Linked DNA regions of Mus musculus: regions 2 and 3 are each linked to region 1. A link is a contact called in public Hi-C and promoter capture Hi-C data. All regions are on one chromosome and are shown on one strand. Each heading gives the region's core, a stretch centred on a gene start, on an enhancer-like site or on the middle of the called end of the contact. The rest is flanking DNA. Distances are from core to core; before and after follow the strand shown.

What was found. Promoter capture Hi-C pulls out the DNA fragments that hold promoters and counts their contacts. A called contact is a pair of places that touch in the nucleus more often than the background predicts.
Region 2: a contact with region 1 is called in a promoter capture Hi-C map of hippocampal neurons, with 4 times the contacts expected there. The contact joins the promoter of Gpr6 here to the enhancer-like site in region 1. A contact is called at or near these places in 16 of 39 promoter capture datasets (the 3T3-L1 cell line, the C10 cell line, the HPC-7 cell line and 8 more), 3 of 484 Hi-C or Micro-C datasets (the N1E-115 cell line, cerebral cortex and cortical neurons), 2 of 115 datasets of contacts at active chromatin or transcription factors (embryonic forebrain and embryonic stem cells) and 1 of 9 other capture datasets (embryonic stem cells).
Region 3: a Hi-C map of cortical neurons shows a contact between it and region 1. The contact joins two enhancer-like sites. A contact is called at or near these places in 11 of 39 promoter capture datasets (the 3T3-L1 cell line, 3T3-L1-derived adipocytes, the C10 cell line and 7 more), 3 of 15 datasets of contacts at CTCF or cohesin (the NIH/3T3 cell line and stem cell-derived epiblast-like cells), 84 of 484 Hi-C or Micro-C datasets (the 3T3-L1 cell line, 3T3-L1-derived adipocytes, the AML12 cell line and 38 more), 5 of 115 datasets of contacts at active chromatin or transcription factors (astrocytes, embryonic basal ganglia, embryonic stem cells and 1 more) and 2 of 9 other capture datasets (adipose tissue and embryonic stem cells).

Annotation. Positions count from the first base shown.
Region 1 is chr10:40,648,618-40,653,786 of GRCm38.p6, forward strand. It overlaps Ddo (D-aspartate oxidase), which reads left to right. Exons shown (of 5, transcript NM_027442.5): 5 at 1-1,314. Among named protein-coding and RNA genes, the nearest start is that of Ddo, 21 kb to the left of the region's middle. Within about 2 kb of position 3,179, at least 5 of the 459 cell types and tissues checked have an H3K27ac peak or open chromatin away from gene starts, as enhancers often do. A contact at or near this core is called in cortical neurons and hippocampal neurons, where this site is marked.
Region 2 is chr10:41,069,651-41,074,819 of GRCm38.p6, forward strand. Gpr6 (G protein-coupled receptor 6) reads right to left here and starts at 2,640. Exons shown (of 2, transcript NM_199058.2): 1 at 2,477-2,640; 2 at 327-1,953. The coding sequence starts at 1,934. The coding sequence ends at 843.
Region 3 is chr10:40,996,814-41,001,982 of GRCm38.p6, forward strand. No RefSeq gene overlaps it. Among named protein-coding and RNA genes, the nearest start is that of Gm48057, 36 kb to the right of the region's middle. Within about 2 kb of position 2,183, at least 28 of the 459 cell types and tissues checked have an H3K27ac peak or open chromatin away from gene starts, as enhancers often do. A contact at or near this core is called in cortical neurons, where this site is marked.

The DNA.
Region 1 (5,169 bases), core at 1,929-4,428:
TTCTGGGACCAAACACCTAACAGAAACAACCTAAAGCATTGTTCATAGCTGCAGCCCATAGCGCCAGGGAGGGCCTTGTAGAACAGAGCTGTTCAACTCACATCTGCAAGAAAGCAGTGTGAACAGGTAGCAGGGCAGATGGGGTGACAGTGTCTAAGCGCTCATTCCCAGTTGTCTACTCCCCGTCCCAACTTTCCTCCTATACCTCTACCATCTCCCAACAGTTCATTTAATTCTCAAATCTGTCCATGGATTGAGTCATCGATTAGGTCATCCATATCTAGAAACACCTTCAGCCCCACCCAAAGGGCGGGCTTTACGTCTGTCTTAAGCAATCCCCTATCTTGTCAAGCTGCCAGGAGGGATTTACCATAGCAATCGTGGAGGCTGCATACTTCATTACCACAAATGATCAAGAGCTGCTGACTGCGCAGTGAATGAGCACTGTTGGAGACTGAATCGTCTATGCGACCTAGGAGCTAATTTGCTAATGGAGACGAAACAATCATTTTTTTAAATGACATACGACACAAAGTGTTCATGTCGCAAGTATTGGGGAGAAAGGGAATATGTCTTGTGATAATGTAAGTTTGAGAATTGCTGAGTTGAATAATTTTACCTGGCTCCCTAACTTCAGGCTACTCAGAACCTTTACCGTCCCGGGTTCATTGTAGGTCCTCGGGAGGGTTTTTGGCCTGGGAGAAGATTGTTCACTGAAGTAAGCAATCCTGGAGCAGGGATGTCATTACATTTTGGAGAGAAGTACTTTTTTGTTGTTGTTGTTGAATAATAAAGCCTGTTTTGAACCTCCTAGGAGTCTTACGATTGGCCATAAGTATAGGGACAGGGCTGGAGAGATGGCTCAACAATTAAGATTGCTTGTTGCTCTTCCAGCAGACAAGAGTTTGTTTCCTAGTGCCCATGAAGTGCCTACAACCTCCTGTAACTACAGCTTCAGGGTTTCCAACATACTCTTCTGGCCTTTGTAGGTACACACACACACACACACACACACACACACACACACACACAGAGGAATTAAATAAATCTTTTAAAAACATTATAAAACTTATGGACAAGAAGCTTGTGTTTGCGTTTTTGTTGAGGTTTCGTGTGCGATTTTGTTTGAAGAGAGCACTGAGCTGGGGTTTCATACCAAACAGTGTTTAATGGGCTACAAAAATTCTTGTTAAATCAAGCAGTCTCATTTCTATTAATTTTCACCAGGGGGCGATGTTGTATCAATCTCAAATAAACCAGAGCATCTGAAAATTTAGAAATGACAAGATATAAAATAAAATAAAAATAAAATAAGGAAGTGTGTGTGATCTCTTCTCTTCTCTTCTCTTCTCTTCTCTTCTCTTCTCTTCTCTTCTCTTCTCTTCTCTTCTCTTCTCTTCTCTTCCTCCTCCTCTTCTTCCTCCTCCTCCTCCTTCTCCTCTTCCTTGTTCTCTTCCTTCTTTTTCTTTTTATTGTGGAGACTAGAGTTCCTATGGCCAAAATTAAACTATTCTGAACTCTATTTAAAGTAGACAAGAAATGCCTGTATTTACATCAATTTAGAACATGTGCACTGCATGGGAAATGTAGCATGAAAAACTGGCATCTTAACATGACAAGGTAACCTTTTTAATGGTTACAAATAAAAACAAAGGGTGTCACTTGATACAGCGGGAGTCTTGTCCCTCACGGGGCAAGTCACATTTTTCATACAATGTACTTTCTCATGCTTCCCCCTTTCCTAGGCAACTCAGACTCTCCTCACTTCCCTATCCCCACACCTTTATGGTCTCTCTCAAAAAACCTAAAACACCCACAAGAACTCAAAAATGAAAAAAGTGTAACCCCCTCAAACCCCCAACAAGACAAAAAAATCCAAAAAACCCCAAAAACCTAAAATAAATGGACAAAACCAAAAAGCCCATTTAAAAAAAAAAGTAACCCAAGCAAAACTCGAAGCTACAGAATTCATTGTGTACGCCTGGGCATGCCGTGGAGTGTGGTTGATATGTGGAGTGCCACACCAATGGAGAACACTGACTTCCACTTTGCCATCAGGTGTCGACTGTAAACAGCACCTTGGGTAGGGGTGGGGACCTGGGTCTACAGCCCCTCAGTGCTGGGACACCATGTGGCTCGAACGTGCTTTAAATGTCTCCTCATCCGGTTCTTGCACCATGTGGATGCCCAGCCTCTGCATTTTGCATCTCAAGTCTCCCACACTCCATGACCTCTTCCTGTTTGCCATTCTGGCTCAGTTTCACACCCATTTTATATCTCTAAAGCTCCACACTGTAAGACTGAAAGATCAGAGGCGTCCTGGCTACCTGCCCCGATTTCATTGTCACTAATTGCTGAAGGCTTCCTTGGTATTTCTCAAAGGATATTATTCATGTTGGTCATGAGCTGCCCTTCTGGGCTGCATCTTAAGATCACATAGGGAGTTAAGGGTGGGGGTGGGGGTGGGGGTGGATCCTGTTGCTCAGCCTTGCTCTGTTACAGCAGAATTTCGAAGACAAGGGGTGAAGGAGGAGGAGGTGCAGCGGCATTAGTGTGTGTTTAGAGCTGTCCACAGGGCTCTGACTGAGCCTTTCCCTTAGAGCTACTGCTGCTGCTATAAGCTTACCTTCCCTCCCATTCTCCCTTGCCACCATGTTGCAGAGCTGGGAGAGTGTGCTGGCTTCAGCAGGTTCATCCTTATGCACTCTGGAGAAGGCGGCCTGTGAGAATTAGCTATCTCCTGTAATGGCTCTCTAGAAATGCTGGAAATTACCTCAACAGCTGGAGGTTAGCTGCTGAGAGACAGCGCCTGTCTGAAAGATGAGAGGTAGACTATACACATGGACAACAGCCTGCACACGTAAGACAACAGAGGTCTGAGCCATGACCTGCAGCCTTCTGTCCAGGGAATCATCCCCCAAGATGCAGCACAGGAAACCAGCCTGCTGTGTGTCAGACTTGCATGGCTCCAATCCAGAAACCTAAACAATACTTCTGTAAGGATTGACACAAAATGCTCAGAGCATGATTGATAACCAAGATCTTCCTTAATTTTGTCTTTCCTTCTAAATTTGGATCAACCCAAGGAATCAAAATATGCACCACTATCCAGTGATTGTGGATGTCTGTCTTTGTGGGCCTGCTTGCCGTTTCCCATGTGGAAGGTCTCCAATCAGCACATTACTGATGCCTTCCCCCTCTTCTATTCCAAAGCTTTCTAACTCCTCTGCCTTCTTTGAGTACCTGCCAAATGCAAGGGATTCAGGCCGACTCCCACACAAGCATTAAAGAACTAGCCCTCATTTTTCTTTTGGCTGGTATATTAGTCAGCATTCTTCAAAGAAATAAAGCCAACATACAGCTCTATAGAGATTTATCATAAGGGGGCCATGACAGATCATGTGATCATGGAGGCTGAGCAGATGGCTCTAAGATCTCCATTTTGCAGATGATGGAACTCTCCACCTTCATCCAGGAAAGCAAGTGGTTCAGCTCTAGTCCAGGCCTGAAGCCTGAGAACCAGGGCAGCTCCAGTCTGGGTGTGAAGGTCAGGAGACAGCCCAGTTCCGGCAGAGAAGAGATTCATCCCCCCCACCCCCCCTTCCATCCATTCAGGCCTGCACTGGCTGTCTCATGCCACACTTCAGAACTCAGTCATCATCTCTGGTCAGTAAAATAGCTCAGTGGATAAAAGCATTTGCCACTCAAACCTGACTGTGGGTCAGAGAACCGTGGTACCAGAAGGAGCAGGCCTGGAGCAAGAGTGGAGTCAAAGCCTGTCCAAACCCTGAAAATCTCATCCCGAAACTGACAGGAGTAGGATCTCTCCCACTCCATTCCTGGGCCTACATGTCCTGGCATATGTAGTCCTGTGCCCCCATCTCCACCCCCATCTTTGCCCCACTTAGCCTGGCAAACTTCCTTTTGTCTTATAAGGTCATGTATTCCTCTTTGTGCAAATGAGGCATTTCCAGAACCCTGGCTCTGACCAATGATATACATATGCCTATAGCCCCTACCCACCCCCAAAGGTTTAAATAGCCTTTGCTCCCCCAATCAACGGAAACAGTTCTCTGAAGCTGTTCCCGCATGTGCGTGTTCTTTGCACACTTGCAGTTGATCAAGATACTGCCTGCACGTACCCAGGTCCTTCTGAGCTTCTCTTCCTCCAATTCAGCCTGATGCACCACAGGCTTCGCTACCCTGAGGGGGAGAAGCAGACAGGGGCCAGCACCTGACAACCGAAGTTCATCTTCCAGGACCCACAGCAGAACCCACAGTAGAAGGAGGGAACTAAATCAAAGGCTCATCTCTTCTGGAGACATTCCCATATCCACACCCATGTCCACATTCGACCAGCTATTTGGGTGCTTGTAACCCAGGCAATTAGCACATGAAATAAACCACCCATAACTGGTCTTTATTTCTAAGAAGATTTCACTTTATGTAAGTAGGATTTTTTACTGGAAATTGCTGCTGTCTGAGAATGGGACACCTGTTTTACTTCTCTGTTTCCAATTTTGGAACACCATTTATGATTTTTTTTTTTGGTGCTTTTTAGACACAGAGGACAACTGATTTCTCTCTTAAATCCCTGCTTTCAAGTGTGGGGCCTTTGTGGCTGAGTGTGTGCCTGCTGTGCTGTGACCTGGGGAACACAGCTACTTTGAGACACTGTCATTGTCAGCATGGCGCTTCTGTGGACAAAGGTTATGTTGAGAGTTTGGGATTTTATTCACTTGGAAAGAAAAGATGTTGAACAGAAAGACCACAGCCCAGCTGTGTGTAATGTATAGAAGATAAGCTATTTTAAAATGACACATATTCCTATTACAGAATAGATGCATTCAGATGAGCTCTCTTTCTCTCTCTCTCTCTCCTCTCTCTCTTTCTGCTTCCCCTTCCCTAACTCTTTGCCTCTTTCCCTTTTCTTTCCTTCCTTCCTTCCTTCCTTCCTTCCTTCTCCTTTCCTCTCCCTAACCCTTTTCTCTTCTTTTCCTCCTCCCCCCCCCCCCCCTTTATCAAGACAGGAACTCACTATGTAGTTCTGGTTGTCCTGGATGTTACCATGTAGACCAAGCTGGCCTTGCACTCACAGAGATACTCTGCCTCTGCCCCTGCCCCTGCCCCTGCCCCTGCCCCTGCCTCTGCCTGTCTCTCTGTTTCCTG
Region 2 (5,169 bases), core at 1,390-3,889, 420 kb after region 1:
TGTAAAGCTTCACTGGGAAGTTGTGGCTTCAGAGTTTACAGCTGTACCTATGTGACTTGAATTGTTTTGACCTCTGAAACATGTTCTCCCAACCTGGTCTCCAAGGGAGCACATTAGCTTGCACAGTAACAACCAGGCCTTTTCATGTTCTGGGAATGCCATATGTGAATGCTACTCCCTCCATGACTCTACCCTACCCCATGATCCGGATCTGGTATTTCATGTGGCTATCCCTGGAAGGAGATGATAGATATGTAATAGACTTTTTACAAACACACTCACAATTCAGCTTCCAATTAATTCCAAAATCCACCACATAGCCAAGATTATATTTTTATAATGTGTTTATTTGTGTACAAAATATGTTGTAGTTTACGATGCATGTGCAGCAAAATACTCTATCACATACAACAAAAATACATCTTAGACTCCCTTTCTCCTGCTCTTGGGGATGGCAACACTGTCTTGGCATTTCAGCAGCTAAAAATAAAGTGCTATTATTAAGCAGTATTGGAATGTCTTCACTTGACAAATGTGATGTACGATTGAGTATACAACCACATTTTGTTTGGTTTTCACAGAACAGGAAGCTCCAGGTCCTGAACACCTCAGAAGATACAAAGATTTGTATATATATGTACACATGTATACACTGTATATGTAAAATGCCAACAAGCCTCTTTGTCTGAGTCAGTTCGTTGCGTTCACGTTCAGTCCCTTTGCTCCAGCAGAGTCAGATTTGCACCACTGACACCTCAAGAGTTCATCAGCAGGCACCTTGACGCTCACCAAAGGCTGGCATGTTGGGTTTGTGGTGTTTGTGAGGGAACACGAGGAGCCCTTCAGACCTCACTGGGGGACCTGGAGCGGAAGGGCACTTTGGATTGGAAACAGCCACAGAACAGGAGCCACAAGGCACGCTGGATCTCCTGGTTGCGGAAGGCATAGATGATGGGATTGATCATGGAGTTATAGGTGGCAGGCAACAGGGTGGCATAAGTGTAGATGGCCGGGTCCTCTTGGCTACCCACCACACAATAGATGGCGAAGGGCAGCCAGCTGGCCCCAAAAGTGCCTAGCACCACGGCCAAAGTTCCCACTCCCTTTCTGGTGGCTGCTAAGTGGGGCGGTGCTAGGCAATGCTGTTGCAAAGCGATCTGGTGGGCGTGGCGCCAGACCACCTGGCAGATGCGCACGTACAAGTGCAGCATGATGCCAAAGACCACGAAGAAGGAAGTAGAGAGCAACGCCACATGGCTGCGTGTCAGGGGGCGCACCACGCTGCAGGACGTGCGGTCGGCCAAGCAGTTCCAGCCTAGAACAGGCAGCAACCCCAACCCGAGGGACACTGTCCAGGTGGCTGCTAGCAAGAGGTGCACGCCCAACAGGGTCCGGCGCGAGTAGTAGGTGAGCGCGTTGTACAAAGACAGGTAACGGTCAACTGTGATAGCAAGCAGGCTGCTGACTGAGGCGGCAAAGGACGCCACCAGGAAGCCCACCATGAGCAGGCTCACAGTCTCCGAGGGCACCACGTACTGGAACACGAAGTGTAAGATGAGGCCACAGCCCGCCAACAGGTCAGCAGTGGCCAGACTACCCACGAGCACAAACATGGGCGTGCGCAGCGCGGGAGTGGACGCGATGAGCGCCACCACCAGCGCATTTTCGCCTGCGATCACAGTTCCCGACACGCACAGCAGCACATCCCAGGGATTCACTGCCGAAAGCAGTAGTCCCGAGGGCCCTGCTGGCAGCTGAGAAGACAGCTCCAGTGACCCGTTAGGTCCGCCGCCGCCTCCCAGCGCTGCGGATGCTGCTGGGGGTCCCCATTCGCCGGTGTCCGGTGCCCCTGCTGCTGTAGCCGCAGCTGCCGCTCCCTCGGCCGCTACTGCCACCACTTGGGACTCGTTGAGCGCGGCGGCGCTAGCGTTCATCGCCGCTAGATGTTGCTCCCTGCACAAAAGGGACCGCAGATTGTCAGGTGCACTGCCCAAGCTACCGATGAACTTTCCCCGCTCTAACTGCTTCACTTAAATTGCTTATCTCACCTCAGGAACACGCACGGAGCGCAGTGGGGGAAGTGGGGGAAAAGTGAGAACCCCAATAAATAAGCACCTGTTGAGTGAATGAATGAACGGAATATACGGGGTTTCTGAGCTTTGGCAGAGGTGCATAGATAGATTCCACTACGCACTAGCATGCATGAACACCCTAAAACAAATCAACCTAGAGAGTCATCTCTTTGCAAGCCTGAGCTGGGCAAAGCCGCTGTCCGCGGTCCTGAAAGAGAAGTTTGAGAGCCAGAGACCCCAGGTCTGGAACTGGGGATTGAAAGGCTAAGGGGGGAATCTGCTAAGGTGCAGTGGTCAAGCCTTGCTCCAATTCTTTGACTCCTGGACGGACTCACTCCAGGACTGCCTTTTACCCCCTCGCCTTCCCCAGAAGCTCAAAGTACCCTTAGGAGCCCGCTGCTCACCTGGGGAGTCAGGGATCCCGGGAGTCTCTGGTCATGCGCTCCGCGGCTGTGTGCCTGGCTATCCTCCCTGCGCGGTCCGAGCAGCTGCCTGCAGAAGGCTGCCCCGCGTCAAAGAGGAAAGTACTGGTCGCCTGTCGCTGAGCCACCTTCGCTGCGAGTGAGAGGCAGTGGCAGAGATGGCAGGCTGCGAGCTGCGAGCTGCGCGCCTGCCCGAGATTGACAGGCGGGGTCCGGTGACGTCAGGCTCTGGGTTCTGGTTTCAGTGCATTACTAGCCACACCCGCCAGGCCAATCCTTCTTGACATTTCCCCACCCCTCACAGAAACATTTCAGAGAGATCCAGAAGGAAGGAGAAGCCAGAGTCTCTACCAGTCCAGATACCTCCAGGAATGGGATGGGGCTGAGAGGAGAGAGAGAGAAAGGATTGAAGAGAGCCTGAGGCCAGGCGAAAGAGGGTGAGCTGGAAAAGGAAGGCGAGGGGTGAGTGACAATAAGCCACATAGCAAAGGCCAGAGCCAAGGACCACTGAAACGAAGAAGCCACGGAGAAGGGGCGGTTGGGGCATCTGTAAAGGAGAGAGAGAGAGAGAAGTTCTCTTTGTAAGAGTGTTTATAGCGTTTGTGCCACTTGGCTATAGCCAGGGAAGAAACACAGAGCCGAGAAAAAAGACAAGATAAAAGGACAAGACTGGAAACCGTTTCTTTTTCCAGAGATTTACCCGAGGAATCCTCCCCCCCCCCCACCGTCCCCGTCCCCGTCATCTTTCTGAGCCCTCCCCTGCAGGTTCCACCACTATCTGATCTCTGCCCTTCTTGCTGGTGCCCTTGCAACTGCTCTTTAACTGAAGACAAGGTCTGTGTCTTGTTAGAAAAGAAGAAAACAGCAAAATGTGATTTACTTTCCTGGCAACAGACTTTGCCCTGCTAATTACTACCTTATAAAACAAATTATAGGACCAAAATAGTGATAAGTCAGCTGCACAAGACTTCAGTAGGCACGGGTTTTATTTTCAGCCCAGATAAATCACCCTTTTGGTTCAAAGGTGTTTTGGTTTGTCAGTAAAAATGCAAGTATTTGTCTCTTTCCTTTGTAACGAGACAGAATCTCCAATAGCTGTACTTGGGCCAAAAGCTAACGCAGCTGACTCTGTAAGAGGCTCTAAAAGAAATGAATACACACTGCTATTACAAGGCTGGACTGGGGCCACTGCTGTGGCCTTCACACATTACATGAAAAAAAAGCAACATACATTGTAGGTGCTTCTTGCCTCCTCCCAGCCAGTGCATATAAAGGAGGGGGGAAAGGAAAGGAGGGAGAGAGAGAGAGAGAGAGAGAGAGAGAGAGAGAGAGAGAGAGAGAGAGACTGAGACTCAGCAGGCCCATAGTCTGGGGGAGCATAGGGATGCTTGTGTTGGCTACTTTATAGACAGGACCTCCCAAACCACCCCTGCTCCTGCCTCAGTGCACCTGAACTTACCTGGGAGATGGCTCATGCCTAAGAATGCCCAGTTCTTCATGGCAACAGCCAATGCTGGGCTATGCATGAATTTACCCACCATTTGGGGGGTTTTGAGACTTAACACATTCCACCATTGTCATGAACATAAAACTCAGTGAAGCTTCACATTTCTGAGTTTCAGTGGAAGACTGTCATGTCAGTGCCAAGAACTTTGCTTCAGAGCTGTCGACTGAACTGTCAAACCGCTGCCGTAGCACGATGACTGCAAAGTTTGCAAATGATTCTGTCTGGTACAGGCTCAAATCCTCACTCGTGGCCAGGCCAACACAAAATCTTATTATGAGTGTGTGTGTGTGTGTGTGAGATTTTTTTCCCCTTGGAGCTTGATCACGTGGTTCTTAAGCATGAACATCATAAATGATAACACTGTTGCAATGCCAAAAGATGCACATGCCTGGCAGGAGAGGTTCAAGTCTGTTACAGTTTCACAGCCAGCCTACAGAGAATGGATCTGAGCTAACCTTACCCCTCTGTCCCTCACCTCCTCCTTCTCCCTTCCACCTCCTCCCTCCCCATCCACTCCCCTGTTTCTCTTCAGAAAAGGGCAGACCTCCCAGGGATATCAACCAAACGTGGCACATCAAGTTTCACTAAGATTAGGCACCTCCTCTCATATTAAGGCTGGGCGAGGCAACCAAGCACGAGGACAAGGGACCCAAAAGCAGGCAAAAGCATCAGAAATAGTCCCTGCTCCTTCTGTTAGGAGTCCCACAAAAACACCACACCACACAACTATAACAGATATCCTGAGGGCCTAGGTTAGACCCATGCAGGCTCCCTGATTATTAATTAAATCTCAGTGAGCCCCTATGAGTCCAGGTTTGTTGATTTTGTGGGTTTTCTTGTGGAATTCCTTGACCCTCTGGCTCCTCTGATCCTCACAGCCCCCTCTTCAGCACGAATTTTTGAACTCCACCTAATGTTTGTTGGTGGTGGGTCTCTGCATCTGATTCCATCAGTTGCTGGATGAAACCTCTCTGACAACTGAGTTAGGCATCAATCTGAGAGTATAGCTGAATATTATTGGTTATCATCTCATTGACTTTGTTTTGGCATGGCAACTCTTATAAGGAAAACATTTAATTGGGGCTGGCTTACAGTTTTGGAGATTAGTCCATTGTCATCATGGCAGGAAGCAGGGTGCTGGAGAAGGACACACTTTCAGCAAGGCCGC
Region 3 (5,169 bases), core at 933-3,432, 350 kb after region 1:
GCCTCAGAAGGTAGAGACAGAGCTATCTCCAAAGCAAACTCATTAGCAAAACTGCCCATATCCTTGATTAAGAGTCCATCAATGAAGATATAAGAACAATTGAAGATTATTCCTGACATATACATGCAGGCACACACATGTGCACAGATACCCACATACATATGCACTCATGCTCATGCTAAAGCATGCATACATATATGCATACCATACATACATGAAAAATGGAAACAGAAAATGCATATAACTTCTTCCCCTCCTGAGCCTAATAGTTAGTAGTAGTGCACTGTGGGCCCCAGCTGTTTCTGCTTCTTGAGCACAGGTGATATTGGCAGCTGTCGCTCGAACCTGCCACCACTGCTGTCACCACTGCAGCCATCGCTGCTGCTGCTGCTGCTGCTGCTGCAAGAGTCAACACTGTAGTTCCTATCATTAGCCCAGGAAAGAAGCTAAAAACCAAACTGCGTTTCTACTGAAGTATAAACGTTCTAAGTTTGATTATAATCAGACAAGACCATCTATATTATGATGAGGATTAGGATCCTTGTGAAAGTGGTGAGAGAAGACAAGGAGGGGGGGAGGGGAGGGAGAGGGGGAGGAAGGGAAGGAGAATGGAGGGGGAGAGGGAGAAGGAGGAGAGGGGGAGAGGAGAGAGGAGAGGGAGAGGGGGAGAGAGAGAAGAAAAAGAGGAGAGAGAGATGCAGTTTTTAAATGAATGACTAAGTAGTGTGAACTCATTAACGGTTGAGTTGTGGTCATTTAAATATTTTTAAATGATACTCTGTTAGTTATTTAGTTATTTGAGAATTTCAAACAATGTATTTTGATCACACTCCTCACTACTCTCCATCTCTCCCCACTCCCACCTCCCCCTACCCACCCAGCTCAGTGCCCCTTTAAAGTCATGACAACTGACAAGAAACACTAATTCAAATTTGTGCTAAGCAAATAGTCATGTGTGTGTGGGACCACGCCCTGGAGCAAGGTTGATTCTCCCAGCATCTGACCAGTTCCCAGCAGCTCCGCGGTTAGGGGTGGGACTTCGTGCCCTCCTGCCGAGGTAATTAAACATTTTGAGAAACTTTCAGCTCTACCTCATCAATTTGACTGAATTTGCAATTGTGCTAAGTTTTTTTTTTTTTAAGAAAACTATCATTTTTCAAATTGTTTTCAGGATGCCTCATCATGTAATAAAGATTAAAGATGAATCTTTAAAAGCCAAAATGGGTTAATTAGCTTAATTTAAGAACATAACCTTTTAGCCAGGCGTGGTGGCACACGCCTTTAATCCCAGCACTTGGGAGGCAGAGGCAGGCGGATTTCTGAGTTCAAGGCCAGCCTGGTCTACAGGGCTATCAGAGAAACCCTGTCTTGAAAAACCAAAAAAAAAAAAAAAAAAAAAAGCGAGGTGGTGTCAGGTTAGCCCATACCATTGCTTAGCCATTTAAAATACTGCCATCCGGTCTTTTTTCTGAGTATCATTTTGTATTTTGTGCTGAAAGCACACGTATTTACCCTGTTTTGTTCCCTGGAGCAGGCTGTCTTGTCCCCATCTATCAATACTATTTGTTGCCTTCCATTTTCAGTCACTTTGGCTTTCTCTCCTCAGAACCAGCCTGGTTTCCCATCCCCCAGATGCCTGCACGGACTGCTAATTTCTGGAAGGCTTTTGGTCTCTGTGAATTCATTAATAAAATGCAAATTGCTTTTTGAAGGGAATTCTCAGAGGAAGCAGATTTCAGATTAATTGGAAGGCCGCCAGCGGCTAGGCTGCACCACTGGGGAAGGACTGCTTGGAAAGAGGAACAGATCAGTCAGTGAAAGGCCGAGTCTGTGCCTCTCATCTCTTCCGAAGCGGGTTGCCTCCCAGTCAGCATCAATGCCCTGTAAAAGGTTCGAGGAATGTACACTGTCTGGTGTGGGTGGCACCTTCTCTGGGTCTGAGTGATACGAATTTTCATCTTTTTCATGGTGTCCCTGGATTCCGGCTTCTCTGCATCTCATTTTTTTTGGAGGTTTGATAGGGTCTTGTGGGACCATGAAACGTAGCTTGGTCCCCGGTTGGGCTAAGGATTGAAACCCCGCAAATTCTGAAGAGACTGTAGTCGCTTCGCCTGATTCCCCGGCACCAAGCCCCTGTCACTAGCCGCGGCCTCTCATAGATTTGTGACCATCAGTGCACTGACCCAAGCCTCTCCACTTGTAGAAGACGTGACCTGTGGTCACGTAGGCTCAAGGCAGATCTCCATAGTAATGAGTATTACAGGCTTGGAGGGCTTAGCCAATAAGCCTTCCTTCCCAGACACTCTTCCCTGCAAAAAGTATTTAACCTCAGGCTCACCCTGAGAAGTGAGATACGGTTTTACTCATCCACTTTCCACCATGACAGTAAACATCTTAAAACCATGGATTAGGGGCTGGAGATGGTTAAGAGCACTGACTGCTCTTCCAGAGGTCCTGAGTTCAATTTCCAGCAACCACAACCATCTATAATGGGATTCAATGCCCCCTTCTGGTGTGTCTGAAGACAACAACATTGTACTCATATACATTAAATAAATAAATTTTTTAAAAAAGTTTGAAACAAAACAAAACAAAACTATAGACTGCCTCTTTTCATCAAGATCGGTCGTGGAGAGCCATGGAGAAGGCCTTCGTCCACAGAGTCGCCATCTAATCTCTCATAGAAGGCCTCTCTGTGCTCCCAGCCACAGCCTCCACCAAGCCCAAGCTCAAGCCAACCGGTGACAAGCCAAGGACTCACCCCATGGGACCAGCCGCAGCTCCCCCTGCCACTGCGGGACACTGTTCTCAGCTCCTCCGCGGCGCCCAGCAGCGCCTGGGTGTCCAAGAACCTGAGAACCAGGCTTCATTGTCGCTGGCTCAGGGACCCCCAGCCAGCTCTGGCTGTCCTGCACCTCAGACTGTGCTTCCCCAACCCCAGAGCGGTGTCCCAGGGATGCCCTATGGCCCAACACCCGCCTGGCGACATTGTGGGGTAAACTCCCTCATTCCTCCTCCTCAAGCAGGCATGCCCTGTGGAGGAGCAGACGCAGGACCCTACAACCAACCATACAAGGTCTACAAGGTTTGGGGGCAGCTGCCCTGGACTGTGGATGAAGGCACAATATATGTTTGCTGATGAATTCCTCTTGCGGTTTGTCCCTCAGCTCCTCTGCAGCCCTTGCTGCACAAACGTTTATCAGAACACTTTTCCTTTCTCCACCTCAGACCCCAGACCTCACTTCTTGCCTCACTCTCCTGATACTGAGTATAAAATAGCTGATTTGGCTCTCCGACACTGCTGCCTGAAATCAGCAGACACAGGAGATGGACCTTTCTAAGCGTTGTTGTCATCGTCGTCGTCGTCGTCATCATCATCATTTTTTGATGACAGGAGTAGAAAAAAATGCTGCCTGTATTTCAGTACTCTTTTGGAGAGTACTGAAAGATTATTGAAATAGTAAGTTTTTTGAATAACATTTTTTAAAGAAACGTTTTTACACAAGGTGCATGCCCACATATGGACATACAGAGCCCAGAGGAAGATGTCTGGTGTCTTTCTTTATCTATTATTATTGTCGTTTTGTTTTTACCAACAGCGCCTTTCCCTGAATGTAAAATACTACATTTTGGCCAGAAACCTCCTGGCTCACAATAATCTTACTTGCTTCCCTCCTCCCCCCCACCCCCCCAGTGCTGGGTTTGCTGACACACAAAGAAAGCCACGTCAGATTTGAACCCAGGTCCTCTTGCTTTCACACAAGCACCCTTTCCCATTGAATAATCTCCCAGCCCCTATGAAGAACATTTTATGCTGTGTACAAGAATGATATAATAGACTAGTATGTGAGCCTTGCCTGTAGTTCCAGCTACTCAAGAGGCTAAGAAGGGAAGAGAGCTGGAGCCTAAGTTTGATGGCAGCCTGGGTAACACCATGAGACCCCATGTGGAGGAGGAGAATTGGGAGGGGGAGGAGGAGGAAGAGGGGGAAGAGGAGGAGGGGGAAGAAGAGGAGTTAGAGGGGAAAGGGTTGAAGGAGTGAGAGCAAAAGAGAGAGTGTAGGTATGTGTGAGAGTGTATGAGTGTGAATGTGTATGAGGATGTGCACATGTGTGTGCATGTGTGAGTATGAGTGTGACAGATTGTGCACATATGTGCATGTATGAATGTGTGTGTGCATGTGTGTGAGAATGTGTGCATATGTGTATGAGTGTGTGCATGTGTGTGTGAGAGTGTACGTGAGAGTGCATGCATGTGTGTATGAGTGTGTATGCATGTGTGTACGTGTGAGTGAGTGCATGTGAGTGTGTGTGTGTGCATGTGTGTGTGTGTGAGATTGTGAGCATGTGTGCATGTATGAATTGTGTGTGCAGGTATGAGAGTGTGTATGCATGAGTGTGTGAAGACGTGTGCATATGTGTGTGAGTGTGTATGTACACATGAATGAGTGTGTGCACATGAGAGAGTTTGTGTGTGAGTGTGTGTATGAGAGTGTATGCATGTGTGTGTGTGCATACGTGAGTATGAGTATGAGAGGTTCTAGTCTCCTCTCTGCAAACCATTAAACACTTCCCAGGATCCCCAGTGCTGAGAGCTGCGGGAATAGTTTCACAGGTGTGGGAAAACAAGAAATGAAGAGAAGACCTTTCACCCGGGAGAGCAGGCCTCACTCAGAGATCATCACTGAGCGACTTTACATGAGAAGAGAGGTTTGCAGGAGGCCCGTGTGGCTGCCATTCCAGCTAGCTTCTGACCACTACGGTCAGAGGCAGGGAACGCCCCAAGCCGAAGCTTAGAACCTCTGAGAATGAGTTAGGTGGAACAAGGACTACAATTTAAAAATGATCGATGTGAGTTAGAGTATTTGGCACATTCTTATAAAGCACAGCTATTTCTTCTATAAATGTGATTTGCCATTGATTTAAATTTATAGCTTGCATTTTTAAGGATCGCCGAGAAGACCTCCTTAGTTTTCATTCCTCAGTTCGTTGTCCAACTCTGTAATTTTTATCAGGGGAAGTCCTATCTGTTGCCACTAGCCTAACACACCCTGAGCTTTGAGGACAGATGCCCAGGTGGTGTGGAGGGACCCAGTCTGCTCCATGACAGCCAACTGTGAACAGATCCTCTGGGTTTCTGTGCTGTTTGCTCCTGAGATTCCTCCTGATG